Regions from separate parts of the Mus musculus genome. Here all the other regions are linked to region 1. The links are chromatin contacts, called in public ChIA-PET, Hi-C, HiChIP or PLAC-seq and promoter capture Hi-C maps. All regions are on one chromosome and are shown on one strand. Each heading gives the region's core, a stretch centred on a gene start, on an enhancer-like site or on the middle of the called end of the contact. The rest is flanking DNA. Distances are from core to core; before and after follow the strand shown. Region 1 holds the start of Kat6b (K(lysine) acetyltransferase 6B). Region 2 overlaps Adk (adenosine kinase). Region 3 overlaps Adk (adenosine kinase). Region 4 overlaps Adk (adenosine kinase). Region 5 has its middle 4.0 kb from the start of Gm23502.

Region 1 (2,711 bases), core at 97-2,596:
ATTCACCTCTGCCTTTTGTCCTGGCTTCTTCCTCACCTTGCTGCCAAGCTCAGAAGCAGAGGAAGCTCGCACACCAGAGTAGCCTTTGTGCATTTCTGTCTGCATGTGACAGGGCTGCTGCTGCTGCTAAGATAAGAACTGAGATTATTGGGTCTAACAAAGTACCTACATAGTTGAACAGTAGTTTCTAACGGGGAGTTGAACTCTGCTGCAGGAGTGGCAGTGGCATGAAAATGAGTCATTCAGGGCAGGGAGACTGAAATTCCTGCTCTTTGACATCCTACATCTCCTCATCAGGGGCCCCAAGAACGTCCTGATTCAAGGACAGAACTTCAGGCAACAGGTGGTTTTTCACCCCGGCCACCACACGGGGAAACTTGGCTTTCCCAGGGACATAGGTTTGTTTCCCTTCTTCCCAAAGGTCTGGGAAGAGAAACTGTTCAAACTCTGTTAGGAGGAGCCTTTTCTCAAGTCTACCTTTCTCATACTCTCAAGTATCTCTTACCAGCATCCCACCCAACTCTGGGAAGAGCAGGACGTTTTCTCCAGAGTCCGGAGGGCGCTGCAAGGCATGTGGGCACCTTTAGAGTAGCCTTGCCTGGGCGGCCAGAGGATCCCCCAGCCTCCCTCGTATGGGCCTCAGGAACTCCGGGGGCCCAGGGGAAGCCTGGAAAACCGAACTTCGCCATCAGCTTTCCTTACAGCGCTGGTTGGAGACGAGGGAAGGGCCCCCCAGCGGTCGCCCCCCGCCCAACCCCAATGTTATCCAGCTGCACAGTCCAGGAAGCACCCAGAACGCAGCTCCGAGCTCGCCAGCCTCTCCCGCAGGCCGGGAGAGGGCATCCTGAGGGGCAGCTTCCCTCTCCAGCCTGCGTCTGACATCCCCACTCCCACCCGAGGATGCCTGTCCGCAGTCGCTGAATGTCACTGCTCCCTCTTCCTCCTGATCAGGGTAGAGACAGCTCCTGAGGCATCCCCCACCCCAAAACTGCCGCGGTCGCCCGAGGGTACAAGACCCGGGAGAAGGACGAAGTTTGGGGCCCACGGCGGCGGGAGGGGGGGCGCGTTTAAGAAGACCGCACCTCAGTCCCAGACCTGGCGGACACACTCCCCACCCCAAAACAGCCCAGGCGTCCCCATCCTTTCGGACACCGGCATCCCCGCCCTCCCCTGAGGGCGGTGAGCGGAGCCCCCCGGGGCGGAGGCAGGTACCCCCGGGGCGGAGACTGGGGCGGGCGGGGTCCGGGCTGCGCCCCCGGCCGGGCCAGGCGGGCTAGCGGGCGGCGCGGGGGGAGCGGGGCTGGGCGGCGCTGCCTCGGGCTCTGTGCGCTGCAGCCCGGAGCCGAGGAGGAGGAGGCGGAGGAGGAGAAGGAGGCGGCGGCGGTGGGTCCCGGGCGGGGGGAGCGCGGCGCTGCGGACCCGGGCGGCTGGCAAAGGACGAGGCGGAGGCTGAGGAAGGCAGCGGGGAGACCCGGTCTGCAGCAACAAAGGGCAGCAAGCGATTGGCCGGGCTGGAGGCGAGGTTAGCCGGGGACCGGGGTGGCCGGAGGCAGCGGCGAATAGTGCACGTGCTTGCAGACACGGGCGAGTGCGGAGCCGGGGGTGCACACCCGGTGGGTAGGGGGCTTGCTCCCCCTCCGTATGGGATGGCGAAGAGGCTGCAGTGAGATCGTTCCGCCTGCACCCGGCCTGAGGCTGGCAGGGTAGGGGGTATGTGAAGGGGGTAGGGTGCAAGCCAGGGGGCGGGCGAGTAGTCGCCCGGGACAGGACAGGAGAGAGGGTGGAGGAGGGGGCTGGATGGAACGCTCCGGGCGGCGCGCCCGTCCGCGCGCTCCTCGGCGGGAGCAGGCGACTGAGAACCTCGAATTTTAACTTCGCGTGCCCGCCCGCGCGCGCCCGCCTGCGCCCACCCCTAAATCCTGCGGCCGCCGCCAGCGATCAGCTCTCACACAAACTTTAGCTGCGGGCTAGGGGCTTTGGGGTTGAGTGGGGGAGGGGAGAGGAAAAAAGGCTTCTGATTGGCGTCGTGTACAGCCAATAAGGCCAAGCGCCTCTCCTGCGCCTAGATCCAATCCATTTCTAGAGGTAGAGGGGGCGGGTAGGTGGAAGTAGAGGTGGCGCGGTGTCTGTGAGAGAGAAAAAGGGCTGGACCAATAGGTGCCCGGAAAAGGCGGGCCCCGCGGTCTGTTGATTGGTACTGGCAGTCGACCCTCCCTCGGGGTGGTGCCGGAGGTGGGGGGGGGGAAATGATGGGTCGAGAGGTGTGTCTATGTGGAGGCGAGATGACCGGCAGGAACTTGCCCCAATGGGGGGCAGAGTGTTTAGCGAGCGGGTGACGGACAGACCCGTAGGCCAACGGTTGGCCCTAAGTGTTCGTGCTCTCGTCCAATGGAACGGCGCCGGGGCGGGGCCGCGTCTTGGGTTTAATGAGACTCCATTGGGCTGTAATCAGTGTCATGTCGGATTCATGTCAACGACAACAACAGGGGGACACAAAATGGCGGCGGCTTAGCTCCTACCCCTGGCGGCGGCGGCAGCGGTGGCGGGCGCTACGGCACCTCCTCCAGGCGGCAGCCGTAGCTTCTTTCTCAGGCAGATTCAGCGCCCCCGGCAGGCGCGGTGGTGGTGGCGCGCGGCCAGGTCTGTCACCCACCCCGCGCGTTCCCAGGGGGAGGAGACTAGGCGGGCGGGGGACCGACGGGGGGGTGGCC
Region 2 (2,711 bases), core at 152-2,651, 420 kb before region 1:
CCAAATTATCAAAATCTGACCTCATGTCCTGTGTTCTTGCCTTTACCCCACACTTAAAATAATTGTTGCTAAATATAGCAGCGTGTGACTTTGCAATGGCTATCAAAGAATATAGGATTAGAAACCAGACATACCTACAATCTAATTGAGGCTCTTTTCTAATTCTTTTTTTATTTTTACCATGGGCATTGTTTAATGAAATCTCTCACTACTGTGATACCAACCTCCATCCTACAGTACTACAGGGTAATTGTACTTTAAAACTTTGTTTTGAATTTGACATTTTGAGACAGGGTCTCACTGTTTTCCTGGGCTAACTTAGAACTTGCTACAGTAGCCCTCTCTGGCTGTCCTCAATTGGTATCCTTTTGCTTTGATCTCTTGAGTGCTGAGATGATAGGTGTGTCCCACTATCTGTACAATGCTTTTAACTTTCAAGACAGTTTATGAGTGGAATATTTTTTTTTAATCTTAAAAGCCTTTCCCCACCTAGGAAATGATGTCAATTGAAAAGATATGTGTAAAGCTTCACTTTATAAACAGGAAACACACTTACCTATGTAATTGCCTCATTTTGCAGTTGAAGACACTGAAAATCAGAAATAGTATAATTTGTTTAAGTTCACTTAAATTGTTACAAATCTTGAACCAGATCCTAGATTTTGAGATACCTTATTTAAGCCTAGCTAAGTAAGACCCACGCCTTTAATCCCAGTGCTTGGGAGGCAGAGGCAGGCGGATTTCTGAGTTTGAGGCCAGCCTGGTCTACAAAGTGAGTTTCAGGACAGCCAGGGCTACACAGAGAAACCCTGTCTCGAAACAAACAGCCTAGTTATGTCATTTTTAGGGTAGCAGTCAACTCTTAATTTCTAATTATTTTAATTAGACTATCCTTTTAAGCTTAAGGTCTTGAATGATTTGGCTAGAGGTATTCTGACTATCATAATTTGTATTTTATTCTACTAATTTTTAGTGATTAAGAAGCTAAATTTTTGGCTTACAAAATTGGTTATCCTTGGAGAACTTTTATCCCTTGTTATGTATATCAGGTCTTCATTTGGGCCATGTTAGAACATAGTTGATAAACTAATTCTTTTGTCAGTCTAAATTGTTCCAATAGGAAAGGTAAAGCCTTAAATGTAGGAGATCTAGAAAATATTGGAATTTTTTTTCTTTCTCTGTGTGGAAATTGTTTTCCGGAATGGAAGCGATACATTCTAGTTTGCCAGGAGTAGAGTCTGAGACAATGTAGGTCATTCACTACTACTTTGTGTACTTTTTTACTGAGTAACACTTTAAAAGTTTCTCTGTTAAACATTGCCTTGTCTTCATAACCCTGTGTGCAGTCTGCTTTGGGGTTGTTTACAACTCCCAAGTTGTGCCAGGGACCACTGGGAACCCCGTTGGGAGTAGTGAGGGTATTTGCTGTGCAGTCTGTATGGCCAGGTTTGGCTGAGACTATTTTGGGACTCTTGAGTCTGTCTGTGTCCTCCATCATCATCATGCTGGAACTGCTAGTGTGGGTTAAGCCCACACTGGAAAGTTTATGTGGGCTGTGGGTGAGGTCCTGGGGTATTTTTCTTTTTAAGGCTCAGGACTTTTGAGGTACATCCAATAGAATCCTCCAAACTACTCAGATGGAAAACATTATATGGAGACAAAAGTAGGGCTAAGATGGAATTTTGTTGAGCTGGGTTCTTTGCAGCATTTAAGCAGAATTTTCAAACTCATTTTAGGACCTGGGAGCTGAGCTCTGCTCTGCTCTTCTCTTCTCTTCTCTTCTCTTCTCTTCTCTTCTCTTCTCTTCTCTTCCTCTTTCTTTCTTTTTAAGAATTTAAAAATTCAGATTGCTATATAAATTTTTATGTTGTGAGATTTCTTGGTGAGCTAAATAAGATTTGAAGATACACTGAAACTATTTGATCTATGAACTGTCTTAGAAAACTGAAATAGGACCTTTTTCCTATGTGCAGTGTTTCAGCTGTTAATGCTCGTATTTATAAATAGGTCATCTTTGTTTGAGAAAACACACAAGGTTTTCTAACTCCAAATCATTTCAGTCAGTGAATTGCTACATTAAGCAGAACTGTCAAAGATAAAACTGGAACCAAATGATGGTGACTGGCCAGAGGTTAACTCTTTCCTGCTCATTTGTCTAGCATCCATGGCTTTCTTTACTTCTGGTTGTTGCTTTTAAAAATTGCTGCAATAAAACATAAATAAAGCTGTCTTATAAACCAGGCGACCACGTACCCCAGTTTGCCCAGAGCAGGTGCTGAATGGTGCCTGTTAGCTTGACATGATTACTGTTAGGTTTTTTATTTATCCATTTGGATCGTGAATTATCTGGTCACCTCATGTAATCATATTGTCATAGGAGTTTTAGTTGTTGAAATGTTATTTGAAATAAAGCCATAGATAATGACTGTACCCCTATTTTGTCTATATCTGGATGCTTCTCTTTGACCAAACATTTTTATATTAAAAGAGTCCTGAGTGTCTCAGTGTGTTATATTGAACAAAAAAGCACATTATATGAAGTTTAGAATCATTTATTTGCTGTCTGATTTTTGGGAGGTTATGTAATCTTGCTGATTTTTTTTCCCCCTAGGAATTCTTTACTAGTTTGCTCAACAAAGATAATAATAAATAATAATGCCTCCCCTATTATTGGTACTTTGTGAAAATTTAAAAAGGAGAGAGCCTATTCC
Region 3 (2,711 bases), core at 57-2,556, 390 kb before region 1:
TAACCAAGAAGCTGTTTACACTTGATACAAAGGGGAAAGCAGCTCTCCTATGGAGTGTCACTGGGTGTGTCAACTGCATTACACAGCAGGCCCTATGCCCAGGAGTGTTTAGCCAACACAAAATAAACTCTGTAGTATTTTTGTAGACTTTTGTTTTATTTTGGTACTTTTTTTTTTTTTGTCCTATTATTCTTTTGCTTTTTATTTTTCTGTTTTTGTGTTGGGAGGTCGAGGTGGGGAGGAGGATCTGGGAGAGATTGGGGGAGGGGAACCATCATGAAAATATACTGTGAAAACATATCTTTCAGGTTTAAAAAGTCTTGAGTTATATAGTACTCTTACGAAGCTTTTGCTTGCAAGTGCCTCACAGTCTTCGGTGTGGATGGTTTGGAGTTTCTCATCCCTGGTGTTCTGTTATAGGCTGGGACCCTTCATGGTGACGAATGGCTAGTGCAGCTCTAGAGGTAATTATAGTTGAGAATTTAGTGACAATAAGAGAGTGTTTCTTTTAAAAAACTACTCAGACAAACTTTCTAATGTGATTGTCCTCTGTATCACATGTTCTTTCTGAGTCAGTTGCAGAGCAAACAAATGGGTTGGGGATTTGCCTCAGTGGGTAGAGTACTTGTGTAGTGTGTTTGAGGCCCTACGCCTGGTTCTCAGAACTTTATAAATCAGGGCGTGGTGCATGTTGGGTTGCAGATGGGTCACCGCATGCACTTGACCCTTGGGCGGGTTGTGTACATCTACTCATGTCCTCAAGTTTCAGCACCATGTGCATTATCCCCCGAGCCTTCTCCCTGGCCTGCATATATTTAATGGTGTAAAAACTATTAATTAAGTTATGCATCAGGCACTGTTTAATGCCTAATTTAAACCTTCCCATTTTCATTATTATAATGAAAATATTCCTCACATTTCTGCCTATTTTCAGATAAAAACAGTGTTAAGTACCATACTTTTAATTTTACTAACGACTCTCCTGAGGTATGACAATCATAATTAACAAGAACGTTTCTGCCTTGGTGCCAGGGATCCCATCCGGTGCCTCCCACATGCGAGGGAAGCACCTCCCCACCCCTACCTACCTCACTGTGCCCTCTGCCTTTGCCATTTTACCTAACGCTAGTCATTGCTCAATATGTGTGCTGTGAAAACATCTGAACCCGGGGGTTGCTCTTTTGGTGAAGGAACTTTGATCTTTATTTTCTGATCACGAGCTTTCAGTTTGAATACAGGTTGGCAAAACACTTGTGAAATAGAATACCTAGTGGTATATAGCTTTATGTTCCTGTCTGTGGCGACCACTTTGAAGTGGTGTTTTCTCCTTCCATAGAAGCCTCCCAGGCATGGCTTCTCAAGGGCACTGTGAGTCATTCCTGCCTTGAGAGCAATTGTAAACCTCTCCTGCTTTGCTCTCTCATCATCTCTAAGGAAATGTGTCAGTTGTCTAACTAGTTTCATTATTGATATTTGGCCTGTTAGGGTGTCTTAGTGATTCCAATTCCTTTAGGGTTTGTAATTTCTTTTTTCTTCTTTTTCTTTTCTTTCTTTCTTTCTTTCCTTTTTTTTTTTTTTTTTTTAGTTTTAAGATTCTTAAGCTGGTGATAGTGGCACACCCCATTGATCCCTGCACTCAGGAAGCAGAGAGGCAGGTGGATCTGTGAGTTCAAGGCCAGCTTGATCTACAAATGAATTCGAGGATGGCTAGAGCTACACAGTGGAGCTTGTGTCTTCAAAACAAAGTAAACAGAAAGATTCAGAGATGTTCCTGAAAATTTTGTGTTTTGAGATAGGGTCTCACAGTGTGCCCCTGGCTGACCTGGAACCCACAAACGTGTGCCTCCACAGTCTGATAAAGGCACGCTGCCCCACAGCCAGCCCAGAAGGTTTCTTGACCTCCCTGATCTGGTTTCTGGCCAGATTTTACATTAGAAGAGCTAGGTTGTCCTGTAATTTTGTTTCCTTCCATCTCATCTCAGGAGCCAGCCAAAGGTAAAGTTCCCTCTGTCTTTGTACCTTTACGCGCTCAGTATACTTTTGTTTTTAGGCTTTCTTACTTATGTTTGGTGATTGGGTCTCAGGGTATGTCCCTGGCAGGACTGGAACTTGGTAAATAGGCCCGATTCTCCTTAAACTCAACCACCCTCCCTGAGCTGAGGTTAAAGGTGTTCACTAGCATACCTGACTCAGTATGCTTTTTAGTGAATAAAATGTCTTGAATATCCAGAATGTCTCCAACTCTGACTCTACTCGTTCTTTATTCCTTGATGATTCCCTCCTGAGGTGTTAACAGTAGGACCCAAGGTTGCCTGCCTCCAGTCCTGCCCCTTCTGTCATTCTGCTTATTAAGTAACCTTCCGTTCACTTTGTCCTGTCCCCTCCTAATGGTCCACCTCTATGAAAGGTGAATTCATCCCACAGTTGACTATAATGTTAACAGACTTGAAGAGATGGGTGTGGCTCAGCATGCCTAGTTCACTTGTGAGACCAAGGCAGGAGGTGATATGTTAGAATAGTGGCTCGAGTTGGAACATAGCACACCAGGCCAAAACAGTTCCACGTGTAAGAGGGGCAAGGTGGCAGCAGAAAAGAGAAGGGGGGAAGAGAGAGAGAGAGAGAGAGAGAGAGAGAGAGAGAGAGAGAGAGAGAGAGAGAGAGAGATGGGGTATGGCTTTCTTTATATATATGGGTAATGATGTAACACAAGT
Region 4 (2,711 bases), core at 88-2,587, 310 kb before region 1:
GACACAGACTTTCTAGAATTAGTAGTAGGCCTTTTTTTTAAGTTACCTTCTGGGTGAAATGCAGTCTGTTCCTTCCTAATTTTTTATTCATATGATTTTGCCATTTCTAGCGTTTCGTAGAATGTGTGTTTCTGTGTTTGTCTACGTGATCATGTGTGCAAGTGTGTATGGAGATCTGAGGACAACCTTGTGTATCATTCATCAAGAGCTGGCCCTTGTTTTTCCAAACTGGATTTCTCATTGATTTGGGCTCCTTAACTCAGCTAGGATGGTTAGCTGGATGGAAGGCTCCAGGCATCTGCTCATTTCTGCCTTCCCACACCATGATGTTCAATGCTTTTAGGAAAGTGCAGGACCTGGCACTTACACAGTCTCCAGTTGATGGTTTGTTTTTGTTTGTTTGTTTGTTTGTTTGTTTGTATGTCAACATGACAAAAGCTGGAGTTATCTGAGAAGAGGGAACCAATTTAAAAAGAAAAGCCTCAGTAAGATTTGCCTGTGGACATTTTCTTAATTAGTGATTGACATGAGAGGAACCAGCCCATTGTGGGTGGTGCCACCCTGGGGTCATGGGATATACAAGAAAGCCACCTGAGCAAGCCCATGGTCAAGAAGGGAATAGGCACTGTCCTACCTAACCTTTGTTTCATTCCTGCCCCCAGGTTTCTGCCCTGATCTTTTGTTATACTAGAGTTGTAAGCTGTAATAAACCCTTTTGTTTAGAGTTTAGACTTGTTTTTTGTTTTTTTGGTCATGGTGTGTTATTACCACAATAGAAACCCTAACCAAGACACACAGCAAACACTTTGCCAACCGAGACATCACCAAACCCCTGTGTGTGATTTTCTTTTTTCTTCAAACCCCATCATACACTGAACCAAAGTTTCACCAGAGAGGATTCAGGGACAAATCACCCTATGTGTGTCACATTTGGTGCATGTATGTTCCCTAGCAGTTGCTAAAGAAGTGAGTGACAGTCAAGGCCTCACACATGCTCTTTACACATAGCTCAGTTCCAGGCACTGGCAGGTTTTGTCAGTACATTCCTCACACACCTCCCTCAAGGCTTTACCCATGGGCAGAGGGAAAGGAAGCTGGAAGACACTTTGCTTCATTTCTGGCTTCGTTTTATTCTTCTCAAAATTCTAACCTTTCCAGTCTTTACCAGACTCCCAGGTCCCAAAAATAACAGGAGGGTTTTGTTGCCCAGCCTCTTGGTAGACCACAACCCCTCCCTACCCCTTTATATGTGCACCTGACCCTTGAGCAGGATGTCACTCCATGAAGGGTTGGCACGAGAGGAACAGAAAGCAAGCTCTTCCTTTCATTTTGGCTTTCTGATATTACTTCCTCCTCCAAAGCAACCCGGCTCAGTTCTCTCCAGCCTGAGTTCCCAGCCCTCACTAACTCGGGATCGTGCGTGCATGGTCTTTGAATATGGCTTCCTGCCTGTGACAGAAAGGTACCTTACAGTCATGCATTTTTGTCGTATGTAAGTAGACAGAGCTTTGCTTTGTTTGGTTTTACAGCTGAGTGGTTTTCCATTATCGTGATGTATAGTATACTGTGTCTCCATTCACTCTAGAGTAGTATTTGGATTGTTTCCAATTTGGAGCAATTATGGAAAAAACTGCTATAAACATTTGTTTATGCATCTTTGTGTTAACATAAAGTTCCATTTCACTGGGAGTGTGATTTCTGAATCAACCTCGGAATGTATGGTTGATTTCATTAAAATCAAACCACCTTATTTTTTTCAAAAGTGGTATAAGGGTTTGTTTCAGTCAGATTTTGGTTGCCATGTTTATATATCTGAGATAAACACCTTGAAAGGAGGAAGATTTATTTCAGTTCATCATTTCAGAGCATGGTCATTGCTCTCATAGTTTTGTTCTTTCAGTGAAGCTGTATGTCATGTTCCCTGAGCCTTATTGGGACTGGTATACATTTCTTTTGGTTTTTTTGAGACAGGGTTTCTCTGTATAGCCCTGGCTGTCCTGGAACTCATTTTGTAGACCAGGCTGGCCTTGAACTCAGAAATCCGCCTGCCTCTGCCTCCCAAGTGCTGGGATTAAAGGCGTGCACCACCACTGCCCGGCTACATTTCTTATTTATAGCTTTGCTCTCACCCGTCCTTTATTATCAACACTCACTTTGGAAATATTAAGCTTCTGCCTTCTCGGCTATTTTCAAGAAAGAAATGCTTCTCTCATTAGTTCTCTGGCTGTAAACAGGCATTTAGAAGGTGGTTGGACACTCTGTCAGTTTAGCTAATCAGTCATAGTAATTTACCCTTAGGGCCTATCACGTCCCCAGTTAAATGTTTCTCCAATTTGTTGTTTGTATTGTGTGTGTGCATGTGTCTCTGTGTGACTCTGTGTTTGTGCATGTGTGTTAATGTGTGTGACTGTGTACGTGTGTATTGTGACTCTGTATGTTTACGTATGTGATTGTGTGTATGTGTATGACTGTGTGTGCACTCACTCATGAATGTGTGTGTGTGAGAGAGTGAGAGAGACACAGACAGACAGACAGACAGACAGACACACACACCGTGTGTGTTATTGAACTCATGTGGAGGTCAGAGGACAACGTTGGAGTGTTTCTATATCTGGATAGTCTTTTGCTGAACCTTGAAGTTGACTGAAGTGCAGGCAACCTCCTGTCTCCCCCCCCCCCAAGTGTTAGCATATCACTGTCATATCTGCATG
Region 5 (2,711 bases), core at 66-2,565, 310 kb after region 1:
TGACACTCAGAGAGAGAGCAGTGGAGACTGGAGTGTGACACTCTGAGAGAGAGCAGTGGAGACTGGAGTGTGACACTCTGAGAGAGAGCAGTGGAGACTGGAGTGTGACACTCTGAGAGAGAGCAGTGGAGACTGGAGTGTGACACTCTGAGAGAGAAACGCTGCCCCACCCCCACCCCAGACTCAGGGGTCTGAGCACTTGGTCCCCAGTTGGTGGTGATTTGGGGGGAGGCTTAAGAGGTGTGGCCTTGTTTTTTTGTTTTTGTTTTTCTGAGACAGGGTTTCTCTGTGTAGCCCTGGCTGTCCTGGAACTCACCAGGCTGGCCTCGAACTCAGAAATCCGCCTGCCTCTGCCTCCCAAGTGCTGGGATTAAAGGTGCTCTCTTCACTTCTTAACATCCCAGAGTATTATTCTTTCTGGAAAGGCCTATGGTCTCTTGGGAGAACCAACTCGGATTTCATCCTGGGTAGAATAGCATTAAGATAATGCTATTGTAAATGGGGGAAAGAAAGGCCATTTAAAGTGAATAGAGACTGCTTCCCCAACTTTACTTACAGCACAATATTTAACTTAGTCATCCACCGTCATTGAAAATATCTTCTCCAATTGTTTTCCCTGACCACCTGGAAAAGGCCAAGCCCTGTCTAGTCCTTGGGAGAGTTGAAAAGATACAATTGCTCGATCCATTTTAAAAGTTTTATGAGAATAGTGTTGACACCCATCTACCTGCCAGCATCGTTTACTGGCCCTACCATCTTCTGTAAGATTCCAAGAATATCTGTCCTGGATGGAGGACTGACACCACTGTAGCTGTGTAAGATCAAAGATGGAAGATGTTTGAATGTCAGTGTGATAACTGGTGCTTTGGGGATTAAAACATGACATGCTTGCCCTCAACAATCTTCCAGTTGCTGTGTGTGAAAGACAAAAGCTTCGTTGGTACTGCCAACTAGTCACTGCCCTCGGTCCAGCCGGGCTGTCCTGGACACTCGTGAGTCATCAGCCAAGGCCTGGGTGTGACTGCTTACTCAACCTTGCCTGTCACCATGCCTCAGAGCCAGGAAAGGCATTAAGTAATGGCCACTGTGGCCATACGCTCCTCACCCTGCTGCTTCATAAAAATCAAGTAGTTGCCTCTTCTTTCCAGAAGCGCCCAATCTAGAATAGTATACCGTGCTTCCTTGCTTTCCAGAACTCTCTTTAAGATTGCATCAAACATGCCTAAATCCTGTACAGTGAGCTCTCTTTATTTCTGCTCCCCTATTCACCAGTATGTAGTCTCTCACTTCAGGAAGCTTATTGAAACCTCCCCTGTTTAGCTAAGGTGTTCTCTGTAATCTTTGTTTGGCAAGTATTGACATTTCAGATAGCCAGAGTGCTAGAACCAAAAAACAAATAGTAAGCAGGAGCCAGGTGTGTCATGGCACACAGCTGATATCCCTCACCTGACATCCCAGGTGTGTCATGGCACACAGCTGACATCTCACGGGCAGACAGGTCACAAGTTTGAGATCATCCTTAGCTACATAATAAACTGTTTCAAAAATTCCAGAAAGAGTCAAAAACAAGACAAGACTAAACAAACCCAAACCTACAGAGATGGGGGAGTTGGCTCAGCAGTACTTCTGTAGCCCCCACACTGGGGAGATAGGGACATGAGGATTCATGCAGCTTACTGGCCAACCTGCCTATCTGATTCAGTGAGAGACCTAAAAAAAGAAAGAAAGAAAGAAAGAAAGAAAGAAAGAAAGAAAGAAAGAAAGAAAGAAAGAAAGAAAGAAAGAAAAGCAAGCAAGCAAGCAAGCAAGCAAGCGGGGCTGGAGAGATGGCTCAGAGGCACTGACTGCTCTTCCAGAGGTCCTGAATTCAATTCCCAGCAACCACATGGTGGCTCACACCACCTGAAATGGGATTCGATGCCCTCTTCTGGTGTGTCTGAAGATAGTGTGCTCATATACATAAAATAAATAAATTTAAAAGGGGGGGAGCAAAGAACGGTTGAAGAAGATAGCCAGTAGCCTTTGTCTTACACACACACACACACACACACACACACACACACGCACGTGAACACACACTTGTATCAGCACAGACACAAGCACACCCCACATGAACACATCATGAACCACACATCATTGTAAACAGAAAACTGGCAAAAGGGTAGAGGGCTGGAAAAGGCACCTGTTACTTGAAGTGGCAGCAAGGAAAGTGACATTTAGAGAGGCTTGAAATGGCAACAGGTGCACTGGCCTCTGTTGTAACCAGAACCAGCTTTGCTGGGTAGTTTTATGTCTACTTGACACTAAAGTCATTTGAGAGAAGGGAACCTCACTTGAGAAGATAACTCTATAAGATCAGGCTGTGAGCAAGCCTATAGGACATTTTCTTAATTTGTGATTGATAGAGAAGGTCTCAGCCCATTATAGAAGTGGCCATCCCTGGGCTGGTGGTCCTGTGTTCTATAAGAAAGCAGGCTGAAGCCAGGCATGGTGGTGCACGCCTTTAATCCCAGCATTTAGGAGGCAGAGGCAGGTGGATTGCTGAGTTCGAGGCCAGCCTGGTCTACAAAAGTGAGTTCCAGGACAGCCAGGGCTACACAGAGAAACCCTGTCTTGAAAAACCAAAAAAAAAAAAAGAAAAAAAGAAAAAAAAAAGAAAAAGAAAGAAAGAAAGAAAGAAAGCAAGCAAGCAAGCAGGCTGAGCAAGCCAT

Evidence for each region. Promoter capture Hi-C pulls out the DNA fragments that hold promoters and counts their contacts. A called contact is a pair of places that touch in the nucleus more often than the background predicts. ChIA-PET counts read pairs in DNA pulled down with a chosen protein or histone mark. HiChIP or PLAC-seq counts read pairs in DNA pulled down with a chosen protein or histone mark.
Region 2: a contact with region 1 is called in a Hi-C map of natural killer cells, with 5 times the contacts expected there. The contact joins the enhancer-like site here to the promoter of Kat6b in region 1. A contact is called at or near these places in 5 of 39 promoter capture datasets (the HPC-7 cell line, cranial neural crest, maxillary cranial neural crest and 2 more), 7 of 484 Hi-C or Micro-C datasets (embryonic stem cells, muscle stem cells, natural killer cells and 3 more), 12 of 115 datasets of contacts at active chromatin or transcription factors (astrocytes, bone marrow-derived macrophages, cardiomyocytes and 8 more) and 3 of 9 other capture datasets (adipose tissue, liver and macrophages).
Region 3: an RNA polymerase II ChIA-PET map of memory CD8 T cells shows a contact between it and region 1, with 11 read pairs. The contact joins the enhancer-like site here to the promoter of Kat6b in region 1. A contact is called at or near these places in 12 of 39 promoter capture datasets (the 3T3-L1 cell line, the C10 cell line, the HPC-7 cell line and 10 more), 1 of 15 datasets of contacts at CTCF or cohesin (the NIH/3T3 cell line), 1 of 484 Hi-C or Micro-C datasets (bone marrow-derived macrophages), 19 of 115 datasets of contacts at active chromatin or transcription factors (the 230-238 cell line, CD8 T cells, T-cell acute lymphoblastic leukemia and 13 more) and 2 of 9 other capture datasets (adipose tissue and pancreatic islet).
Region 4: a contact with region 1 is called in an H3K27ac HiChIP or PLAC-seq map of T-cell acute lymphoblastic leukemia, with 3 times the contacts expected there. The contact joins the enhancer-like site here to the promoter of Kat6b in region 1. A contact is called at or near these places in 9 of 39 promoter capture datasets (the 3T3-L1 cell line, the C10 cell line, cranial neural crest and 4 more), 1 of 484 Hi-C or Micro-C datasets (nephron progenitors), 11 of 115 datasets of contacts at active chromatin or transcription factors (the 230-238 cell line, T-cell acute lymphoblastic leukemia, bone marrow-derived macrophages and 8 more) and 1 of 9 other capture datasets (adipose tissue).
Region 5: a promoter capture Hi-C map of neutrophils shows a contact between it and region 1, with 2.4 times the contacts expected there. The contact joins the enhancer-like site here to the promoter of Kat6b in region 1. A contact is called at or near these places in 4 of 39 promoter capture datasets (cranial neural crest, neutrophils, pre-B cells and 1 more), 1 of 115 datasets of contacts at active chromatin or transcription factors (bone marrow-derived macrophages) and 1 of 9 other capture datasets (liver).

The regions. Positions count from the first base shown.
Region 1 is chr14:21,498,439-21,501,149 of GRCm38.p6, forward strand. It overlaps Kat6b (K(lysine) acetyltransferase 6B), which reads left to right and starts at 1,347. Exons shown (of 17, transcript NM_017479.3): 1 at 1,347-1,522.
Region 2 is chr14:21,078,255-21,080,965 of GRCm38.p6, forward strand. The region is part of intron 1 of Adk (adenosine kinase); the gene reads left to right. Among named protein-coding and RNA genes, the nearest start is that of Adk, 27 kb to the left of the region's middle. Within about 2 kb of position 1,402, at least 4 of the 459 cell types and tissues checked have an H3K27ac peak or open chromatin away from gene starts, as enhancers often do.
Region 3 is chr14:21,111,710-21,114,420 of GRCm38.p6, forward strand. The region is part of intron 3 of Adk (adenosine kinase); the gene reads left to right. Among named protein-coding and RNA genes, the nearest start is that of Adk, 60 kb to the left of the region's middle. Within about 2 kb of position 1,307, at least 51 of the 459 cell types and tissues checked have an H3K27ac peak or open chromatin away from gene starts, as enhancers often do. A contact at or near this core is called in CD8 T cells, T-cell acute lymphoblastic leukemia, liver and 2 more, where this site is marked.
Region 4 is chr14:21,193,209-21,195,919 of GRCm38.p6, forward strand. All of the region lies in intron 4 of Adk (adenosine kinase), which reads left to right. Among named protein-coding and RNA genes, the nearest start is that of Adk, 140 kb to the left of the region's middle. Within about 2 kb of position 1,338, at least 56 of the 459 cell types and tissues checked have an H3K27ac peak or open chromatin away from gene starts, as enhancers often do. A contact at or near this core is called in the 230-238 cell line, T-cell acute lymphoblastic leukemia and bone marrow-derived macrophages, where this site is marked.
Region 5 is chr14:21,807,391-21,810,101 of GRCm38.p6, forward strand. No RefSeq gene overlaps it. Among named protein-coding and RNA genes, the nearest start is that of Gm23502, 4.0 kb to the right of the region's middle. Within about 2 kb of position 1,316, at least 83 of the 459 cell types and tissues checked have an H3K27ac peak or open chromatin away from gene starts, as enhancers often do. A contact at or near this core is called in bone marrow-derived macrophages and neutrophils, where this site is marked.